Linked DNA regions of Mus musculus: regions 1 and 2 are each linked to region 3. Evidence: chromatin contacts called from public HiCAR-type and HiChIP or PLAC-seq data. All regions are on one chromosome and are shown on one strand. Each heading gives the region's core, a stretch centred on a gene start, on an enhancer-like site or on the middle of the called end of the contact. The rest is flanking DNA. Distances are from core to core; before and after follow the strand shown. Region 1 holds the start of Kcnu1 (potassium channel, subfamily U, member 1). Region 2 overlaps Kcnu1 (potassium channel, subfamily U, member 1). Region 3 overlaps Hook3 (hook microtubule tethering protein 3).

The links. HiCAR-type assays count read pairs that join an accessible place to other places. HiChIP or PLAC-seq counts read pairs in DNA pulled down with a chosen protein or histone mark.
Region 1: a HiCAR-type map of embryonic stem cells shows a contact between it and region 3, with 15 times the contacts expected there. The contact joins the promoter of Kcnu1 here to the enhancer-like site in region 3. A contact is called at or near these places in 4 of 39 promoter capture datasets (cranial neural crest, embryonic stem cells, hematopoietic stem and progenitor cells and 1 more), 2 of 484 Hi-C or Micro-C datasets (cerebellar granule neurons and embryonic stem cells), 6 of 115 datasets of contacts at active chromatin or transcription factors (embryonic forebrain, embryonic stem cells and neural tube) and 3 of 9 other capture datasets (adipose tissue, liver and pancreatic islet).
Region 2: a contact with region 3 is called in an H3K27ac HiChIP or PLAC-seq map of embryonic stem cells, with 15 read pairs. The contact joins two enhancer-like sites. A contact is called at or near these places in 2 of 115 datasets of contacts at active chromatin or transcription factors (both in embryonic stem cells) and 3 of 9 other capture datasets (adipose tissue, liver and pancreatic islet).

Annotation. Positions count from the first base shown.
Region 1 is chr8:25,848,201-25,850,900 of GRCm38.p6, forward strand. Kcnu1 (potassium channel, subfamily U, member 1) reads left to right here and starts at 1,423. Exons shown (of 27, transcript NM_008432.3): 1 at 1,423-1,650. The coding sequence starts at 1,456.
Region 2 is chr8:25,908,995-25,911,694 of GRCm38.p6, forward strand. It overlaps Kcnu1 (potassium channel, subfamily U, member 1), which reads left to right. Exons shown (of 27, transcript NM_008432.3): 20 at 1,856-1,952. Among named protein-coding and RNA genes, the nearest start is that of Kcnu1, 61 kb to the left of the region's middle. Within about 2 kb of position 1,382, at least 73 of the 459 cell types and tissues checked have an H3K27ac peak or open chromatin away from gene starts, as enhancers often do. A contact at or near this core is called in embryonic stem cells, where this site is marked.
Region 3 is chr8:26,062,238-26,064,937 of GRCm38.p6, forward strand. All of the region lies in intron 13 of Hook3 (hook microtubule tethering protein 3), which reads right to left. Among named protein-coding and RNA genes, the nearest start is that of 1700047A11Rik, 19 kb to the right of the region's middle. Within about 2 kb of position 1,349, at least 10 of the 459 cell types and tissues checked have an H3K27ac peak or open chromatin away from gene starts, as enhancers often do. A contact at or near this core is called in embryonic stem cells, where this site is marked.

The DNA of each region.
Region 1 (2,700 bases), core at 173-2,672, 210 kb before region 3:
CCAGCACTTGGGAGGCAGAGGCAGGTGGATTTCTGAGTTCGAGGCTAGCCTGGTCTACAAAGTGAGTTCCAGGACAGCCAGGGCTATACAGAGAAACCCTGTCTCCGGAAAAGAGAGAGAGAGAGAGAGAGAGAGAGAGAGAGAGAGAGAGAGAGAGAGAGATCATTGCGTTTGACATATACTGACTATAAAGTGAAGGAGACTCCTTAGACCTTGCTTGGTGACAGGTGGTCAGAGCTCCTCCCACTTAGACAATGCTGCCCAGAGCCAACTGGAGGGTTGTAGTAGAAGTGACAGAAAAGCTTGGGCGACAGACAGAGAACCGCGATAGCAGTCCAGGAAATGACTTCTCCGTCTCCAGGAAATAGTGTGTTACACAAAGTGGTCAGGCTGGGCTCCTGGGGAGCACGTGTGTTCCTCATGTCTGATCCTCTAGGACAAAGGTGAGACAGGCTCGCCACCCGAGACAAAAATTCTACCTCAAACAAATGATAAGGTCTGACATTTCTTACAGCTTTGAAAGAGAGACTTAGAGCGGAGTTGTCGCTTTCTGATCCGTGTTTGTTGAACCCGAGGTTTTACTGACAGGGCAGAGATAAGGAATAGATGAGGGGCCAGTTTGATGGTATCAAGTGACCAATCACATTACATTACAGTAGAAGTGCTTATATAACACCCATACTCTACCATGAGCCATTCTTGCTTAAAAGATAAACAAAAATATATCTCCCAAAATATATATATAGCTTAAAAACATAAGTGATTCTTTGAAATGTATATATTTTCAGTGCTCTTAACTATTCATATTTAAGTTGTCAATTATCATCCAATCACACCTACCATTTCATAGTCACCATGTGTATAGGTGTGTGGAAGTGCAAAATATGTGTGTCCAGACACACAGGTTATACTCCTTCATTGTTTCAGTACAATTTTACAAATATATTTCAATATTACTAACCAGGCTTCATGTAGTACCTTAGATATTTAGACGAATTTACTGTTTACCCACAATTTTTCAAAAGAATAAACAAAAATCCAAATCATTAAGGAATTTTTTTCCTGAAATTCTCAAGAGAATATACTATTATCTCTGAGATTGCTGCATGTGTGTCACCAAAAAGAAAGCTTGAAATTGCTTGGCTAAACAAGCCAAAAGGCAGCCAGCGGCTAGTCAATGTCCCAGAGAGTAGAACTCCTCAAGGTCTCACATGAAGCAATGAGGGCGTTCAGAACATTCATCTACTGACCACCTCTGGTGGTCTCTCGCATTCTCTGTCAGTTGACTGCAGTCAATAAGTTTCCCCTGAGTGGTTAAGGGACTCTTGATCCCTGAGCCTCTCATTGGCTTTCCCATCAGATCTTGAGGTGATGTAACACAAGGAAGTGTGCCTCCTGGGACTGTTGCCGGGTGACCATGACATCATAGATTAGCCCAACAGTGTCTTTCTCAAGATGTCTCAAACATTGCTAGACAGTTTAAATCAGAAGGAGTTGACGGAAACGTCATGTACAATCGAAATCCAGGCAGCGTTCATTCTTTCCTCCTTGGCGACTTTCTTCGGGGGACTCATCATCTTATTCCTTTTCAGAATAGCCTTGAAAAGCTCAAGAAGTTGGAAATACGTCAAGGGGCCAAGAGGACTCTTGGTCAGTTTCCTTGTCTGGGACACCCATGTGTGAAGATTGGCAAAGCTTGTTGACCATGTATGAGGATGGATGTACCAGAGTCTCTGTTCTGAAAAAAGGACAAAACAAAACAAAACAAAACAAAACAAAACCTTCCATGTACATTGACTACAAACCTGTTTCAAATCTTAAAAAGACAGTTAAGGTCAAGTGTGGTACTTTATGGGATTCCAGCACTTGAGGCAGGAGGATTGATGTGAGTTTCAGGCCATCCTAGACTACATGGATTGAGGAGACACTCTATCCAGAGAGAGAGAGAGAGAGAGAGAGAGAGAGAGAGAGAGAGAGAGAATGTATACGTAGTGTATAAATAATCTACTATAAATAAATTACATATGTAATTTACATATGTGTGTGTATGTGTGTGTATGTGTGTTCTTAGAGAAGACCATAATAGTCTATGTAGCGTGTTCCAGGACAGCCAGAGCTACAAAAGAGAGATTATCGCCAATGTGAGTTTGCAATCAGCCTGGGCTACAAAAGATTTTGCTTCAGAAGGAGAGGGTTTTGTTAACTACTATAAGGGAGCCACAAAGGCACATCAACTCAGCCTTACCTTTGAATATGCTTTCCACACAATTCATGTGTGTCCTATGTATACACTGCTCTTATGAGTTACGTACATCAGCCACACACACGTGGTAGGTATTCTCTGCCGTGTAACTAGTTCTGCAAAGGTTGATGTTGATCGCTGGCAAATGATAGTGGGGACATGAGGCTTTATGAGGATGACATATTAAAAGTCTGAAACAATGTCTCTTCAATTCCACAGAATTGCTCTATTTTTTATTGTTTGTTTGTTTGTTTGTTTGTTTAGAGACAGGGTTTCTCTGTGTAGCCCTGGATGGCCTGGAACTCGATATGTAGACCAGACTGGCCTTTTAACTCATTTGCCTTTGCCTCCTGATTGCTGGGATTAAAAGTATATGCCACCACAATTGGCTCAATGGAAGAATGTTATTAAGCCCTATATAGTTCATTTCAATGTTTTACTTCTTAGACTTTGTTTCC
Region 2 (2,700 bases), core at 132-2,631, 150 kb before region 3:
ATTGTTGCCCTGTCATGGAGATCCTGTCGCTTTAGTTCTTCACACACTCCAGCAGTTCATCAATAGGGTAGATGTTGGGGTAGGCCAACTCAAAGCCTTGGATCTAGGTCTGGGTGGTAGCTGAGTTGGTCAGCCTGCTAACTCTCCGGCATTCACACTGCTAGGGCTAGCTCTCCCACTTTGCCCTGACAAGAGGTGGGGCAGGCTGTCCTGCCTGCTGCAGGTAGTGAGGGTCAGGGAAAGCAGGAGCTATAGCTCTTGTGCCCGCACCACTGCATAACCTTTGAGGTCTGGGGTCACTCTGAGGCTCTCATGCCCTCCTGTGCTCAAGAGCTTAGGGCTGACTCACCCTTCCCATGCCACCAGCTCCCAGGAAAGGTGAAGGGCCTGCTTTCCCAAGTGCAGCCTCAAGGAGTGGGGCTAGCGCTCCCACACTGCCCAGGTTTCTCAGCACCCTCACATCTCCAGTTCTGCCTCTCTTCACTGTGCACACAGGGATTTGTGTCTCTTTCTCTCCCATCCACCATGTCCTAGTTCATATTAGTGGGGCACGGGCCTCTGGGTGTCTTCCGCTCCACCTGAGCTTTGCTGTATAGTGGCGGGCAGGGCCTTTGCCCCTCATTTTCCTATTCTGTGTGATGAACAAGGAGATGGCCCAAGGCACAAATGCAAGAAAGGGTGTCCTTATTCATCTGTCCTGAATCAGGCTGGGGGTTACTGAACATATCTCACTCTCTGTTCCAGACAGATCCAGGGGACACACACCTGTTTTGTTTGGTTGTTTTTTAATTTTTTTTTTTTTTAATTTTTGTTTTGAGACAAAGGCTCACAATGTAGACCAGGCTGGCCTCGAACTCACAGAAATGCCCCTGCTTCTGCCTCCCGAATGCTGGGATTAAAGGTATGAACCATTGGACAGATATCTTTACGGTTGATATCTAGTTCGTTTTTGTTGATGAATTTTAAAGCAAGGTAGGTTCCTATGAAAAACCCAGAGCTTAAGAACAATAACCCGGCCTTTGGATCCCTTAGAGAGGCAGCAGACACGTGCCACTTCCGGGGCTGTTTGTACGGTCTGGGGGCTCTTCCCTTGGTCCTGATTCCTTGTTCCTCCCGGAAGTGGTGGGGTGGGGAGGCGGTGAGCATTGCCGATCTCCTGGACCCCTTTTCTGATGCTATTCCCACTCTCCTCACCGGTGACGGCATTCAGCCTCCGCCACATTCAACCTTCTCCTTGCTGCTCCTGCATTTCCGCTTGGCTGGGAATGGTGGGGGCGGGGAGAGGGCGAACATGCTCAATCTCTCCACATCAGGGTCCTGTGGCCCTTTTCTGCTATACCGTCCATAGCCTGCTGGGTTCACTCTTCTCCCTGCCTGCTGGGTTCTGTCTCTGCTGCATCCAGTCACAGCTGTGCACGGCCCATGATCCTGGCCACGTGAGAGAGGGTGGGGTGGGGGATGAACGTCCATTTGCCTCTCCAGGTTCGGCGATCATGGCTCCGCTCACGTTCTCCATTCTGGCCACTGAATTCAGCGTTGATTATGGTCCCAGCAGTGCAGTCTCCCACAGGGAGACTCTCTCTACCTCAGACCTTGTGTCTCTCGTTTCTCTGGACCTAATTTGCTGTGTCCCACCAGTCCATATATGGGAGAGTTGGCGTATTTCGAGCAAGAGCATCCTCTAACCTAAGCCTTAAGTGGAAGCTTTGCAATTTATTAGCTATACATCAATATGCTCCCAGCTCCCTTAGGGTTAGAAGGAACCATGTGACTGGAGCAGGTCAATGAGCTATGGCTCCAACCTTAGCGTTATCACCCATGTTTCCTGAACATTCTCTTCACTCTCTCTGCTTAGACCAACGACAAACGACACAGTGGATGATACCGACATGCTGGACAGCAGTGGCATGTTTCACTGGTGCAGAGCAATGCCCTTGGACAAGGTGGTTCTGGTAGGTCACCACACCTCAGAGTCCCAGTGACAGAAGTCCTTTGGAGGGTGAAGAATGACCTGTGCATCATAAGGAGCACTCGGCTCTTTTGTAAACCATTAATTCAGAAGGAAAGATACATCAGCCACACACATCACCGACCACGAGGCATGACACAAAGACTGGGTAGCGGTATGCTGGGGTTAAAATGCATGTCGCTTTACCTATGAGGTCCTTCTTTGAGCGGTTTATCTGAAGTAATGACTTCTGACAATGCTTTCCTGAAACCTAGCAAATCTAAAGGTGCCAGATAAACATATTTACTACAGTGTACATGTTTACAACTTAACACATTCACTTAAAAAAAAAAAAAAGAGGAATCTGTTAAACGCTGCCTCCCCTCACCCCTGACCCTGAGCCTTGTAGATGTTGTAGTTCTGCGCTCAAGCAGATACCCTTCCCATCTACAACTACCTAATAATTATAACTATTTCCTTGATTTTCAAAAGCACTTAAGTACACATACCATTCCCCCTATACCCCATCTCGGTGGTTCAATGCCAGTATCCTGACAGGACATGTCCCAATATTTATAAAACCTGACCCCCCCTATTTGATCAGAATCATTACTCTCTCGGAGCTGTGATAGCAGCAGGAAGACTCCTCCAGCTGCCAAACCAGTATCTCAGCAGTTCCATCCGTGCTCAGTAAACATCCACGGAGCATGCTCAGTAAATATCCACGGAGCATGCTCAGTAAACATCCACGG
Region 3 (2,700 bases), core at 99-2,598:
ATAACATTGCCCCATCCTGCCTGTAATGCATAATGGTTTCAACTTCTCCCAACCAATTCCAATCAACGTTTATTTTCCTTTGTTTGCAGTCATGGTGGTAGTGGGAGGAGCACTGGCCTCACAAGTTTGTGTAATGAATTGATCTGTCTTTTTCTAGTGACCAACGATATCACTAATTCTTGTGGGTTTTGGCCATCTGTTAATCTTCTTTGGAGATATATAGTTCCTTCTATTTAACTCCTTTGTTCATATGTGAAATGGGTTTTATTTTTTTTATAATTATTCAATTTTCAAATTCTTCAGTTATTCTGTGTAGTCTCTGTGTATATATATCCCGTGTTCATGTATATGTCTGAGATCATATGCAGAAGTCAGAACTGACCTCAATTGTCTTCTTCAATCACCTGCACTTTCCATATATTTGTGTATATATGTTTCTATATATGTACATGTGTTCTAGGCACCTGAAGTGGCCAGAAGAGGGCATTGCTCTTCTAGTTGCTTTTTTGTTTGCTTGGTTTTTCAAGACAGGGTTTCTTAGTTTGACACTGGCTGTCCTAGAACTTGCTCTGCAGGCCAAGCTGGCCTCTAACTCAGATCTGCCTCCTCTGCCTCTCTCAGGCTTGGATTAAATCATGTGCCACCACTGCCTGGTATATTTTTTGTTTGCCTTGGATTCTCTGGAACTTGAGTTACAGATGGTTGGGAGCCACCCCGTGCTTGAAGGGAATCAAACCCAGGTCCTCTGGAAGAGCAGGCAGTACTCTTAACCACTGAGCCATCTTTCTAGCTCACTACTTTATATTTTGAGATAGGATTTCTCACTGAGTATCAAGCTCACACTCAGGTCCTCATACTTCCATAGCAAGCACTTTAACCACTGAGCTACCTTCTCAGCCCCTGGATATTAAATCAAATATTTGAAAATACTTTCTTCCATTATGTAGATTACCTCTACTCAGTTGAAGGTGATTTTTGGTGCATTAAGAATTTCAACATTAATAAAGTCCCATTCAATCATCTTTTGTTGTGCATGCTTTTGGCACCAATTTCAGGGGATCACTGTCAAACTAAATGTGATCAGAATGTCTGCCTACCCGGTGAGGTTTTATACTTAGTCCTTTGGGTCAATTTCATTCTTCTGCATTTGAATACACAGTAGGCAATCTATTTTCTCCTTGCTGCCTGTTCCCTTTTTTCCTAAGTGGTCTGGCTAGAAATGCTAATATTACCCTGAAGAAAAGTGGTGATGGCACTTCATTTTCTTCCTAGTTGCTATGCCCACTCCAGTGAAGTCTGCCTGTCAAGGTCAAAAGGCCTGGAAGCAGTCATGAGGCAGAGTTTCGAGGAAACTCAGCCTCCTGGAACCTTGGCATTCTCATAACCCATATACTCAAACCCTATCCCCACGTTAGTATGGTGTATGCTCTCTTTCAGTATTATTTTATTATAAGTGCCTTTAAAGATTGAATTTTAACATAGGTAAGCCTCCACCAGTGTTCCAACGTCCTAGAAAACCCTTGAAGCCAATGAGCTTGGAATTCAGTAGGAATTCTGTGAGAAGGTTACCTATTCAGTAACATTCAAATTTACTTCTAGCAGAGAAGGTGAAACTAATTAGGCATTACAAAGAACAGAGCTAGAATAGCTCAGGGCTAGTCTGCAGAGTGATTACTTAGGACTTAGGACAGTAGCCAAGTCTAACCCAAACAAGGGAATACACAATGGCCGAGCAAATAGGTGGGTTTAAAATGTAAGAGTTAGGGAATCCCCCTGAGACAGGTTTCTTCACTAGGCCCAAAGAAACAGCATAATCAGGCATTTACTAAGAACCCCTGGTGGTGGGCTTAACAATAGACTAGCATTACACCTGGCTCCCTTCTTAGTGGTAAACAGCAGCCTGGTTCCCGCCATCTTTTTTTTTTTTTTTTTTAAAGATTTATTTATTTACTATATGTAAGTACACTGTAGCTCTCCTCAGATACTCCAGAAAAGGGCATCAGATTTCATTAGGGATGGTTGTGTGCCACCATGTGGTTGCTGGGATTTGAACTCGGGACCTTCGGAAGAGCAGTTGGCGCTCTTAACCACTGAGCCATCTCACCAGCCCCCTCCCGCCATCTTTTGATGTATACATTCCTTATGTTTTGTGTCACTGTAACTCTGCGGATATGTCACATGGTTTCTTGTTATTCTTCTGTATAAAAAGTTTGATGCTCGATTTGACAAATTACACTCAGATTCAACATAGTCTCTCCTGTCCAGTCTGTTTGTCACCCCCACGCCCACCAACTCTATGCCCATCTGTCCGAGACCTTGATTTGCATGGATTGAGGAGGGCCCAATGAGCCCAGTCCGTGGCACCTAGTCTTGGAAGAAAAACTTTCATTCTTTCACCACTGAGGTTTTCTAAATGTTTCTTTATTGTGTGGAGGAAACTTTTTTTTACTTCTGGTATACTGAGTTTTTAAAATTAGGAGTACATGTTAGACTTTGTCAGATGCCTTTTCCGTACAAACTGAAACTATTTCCCTTTCGTTTGTTAATGTGGCTGACAATGAGCAATATGTCTATTCCTGAAGGAGTTCTACAGTAAAGTTCTAAGCAGGCAGGGTGTGCACCTTTCCAACTCCTATTCGGAACCCTACTGCAAGTCTTAGCTAGTACAGCCAGACTCAAAGGAGATAAATAAAGGGATAC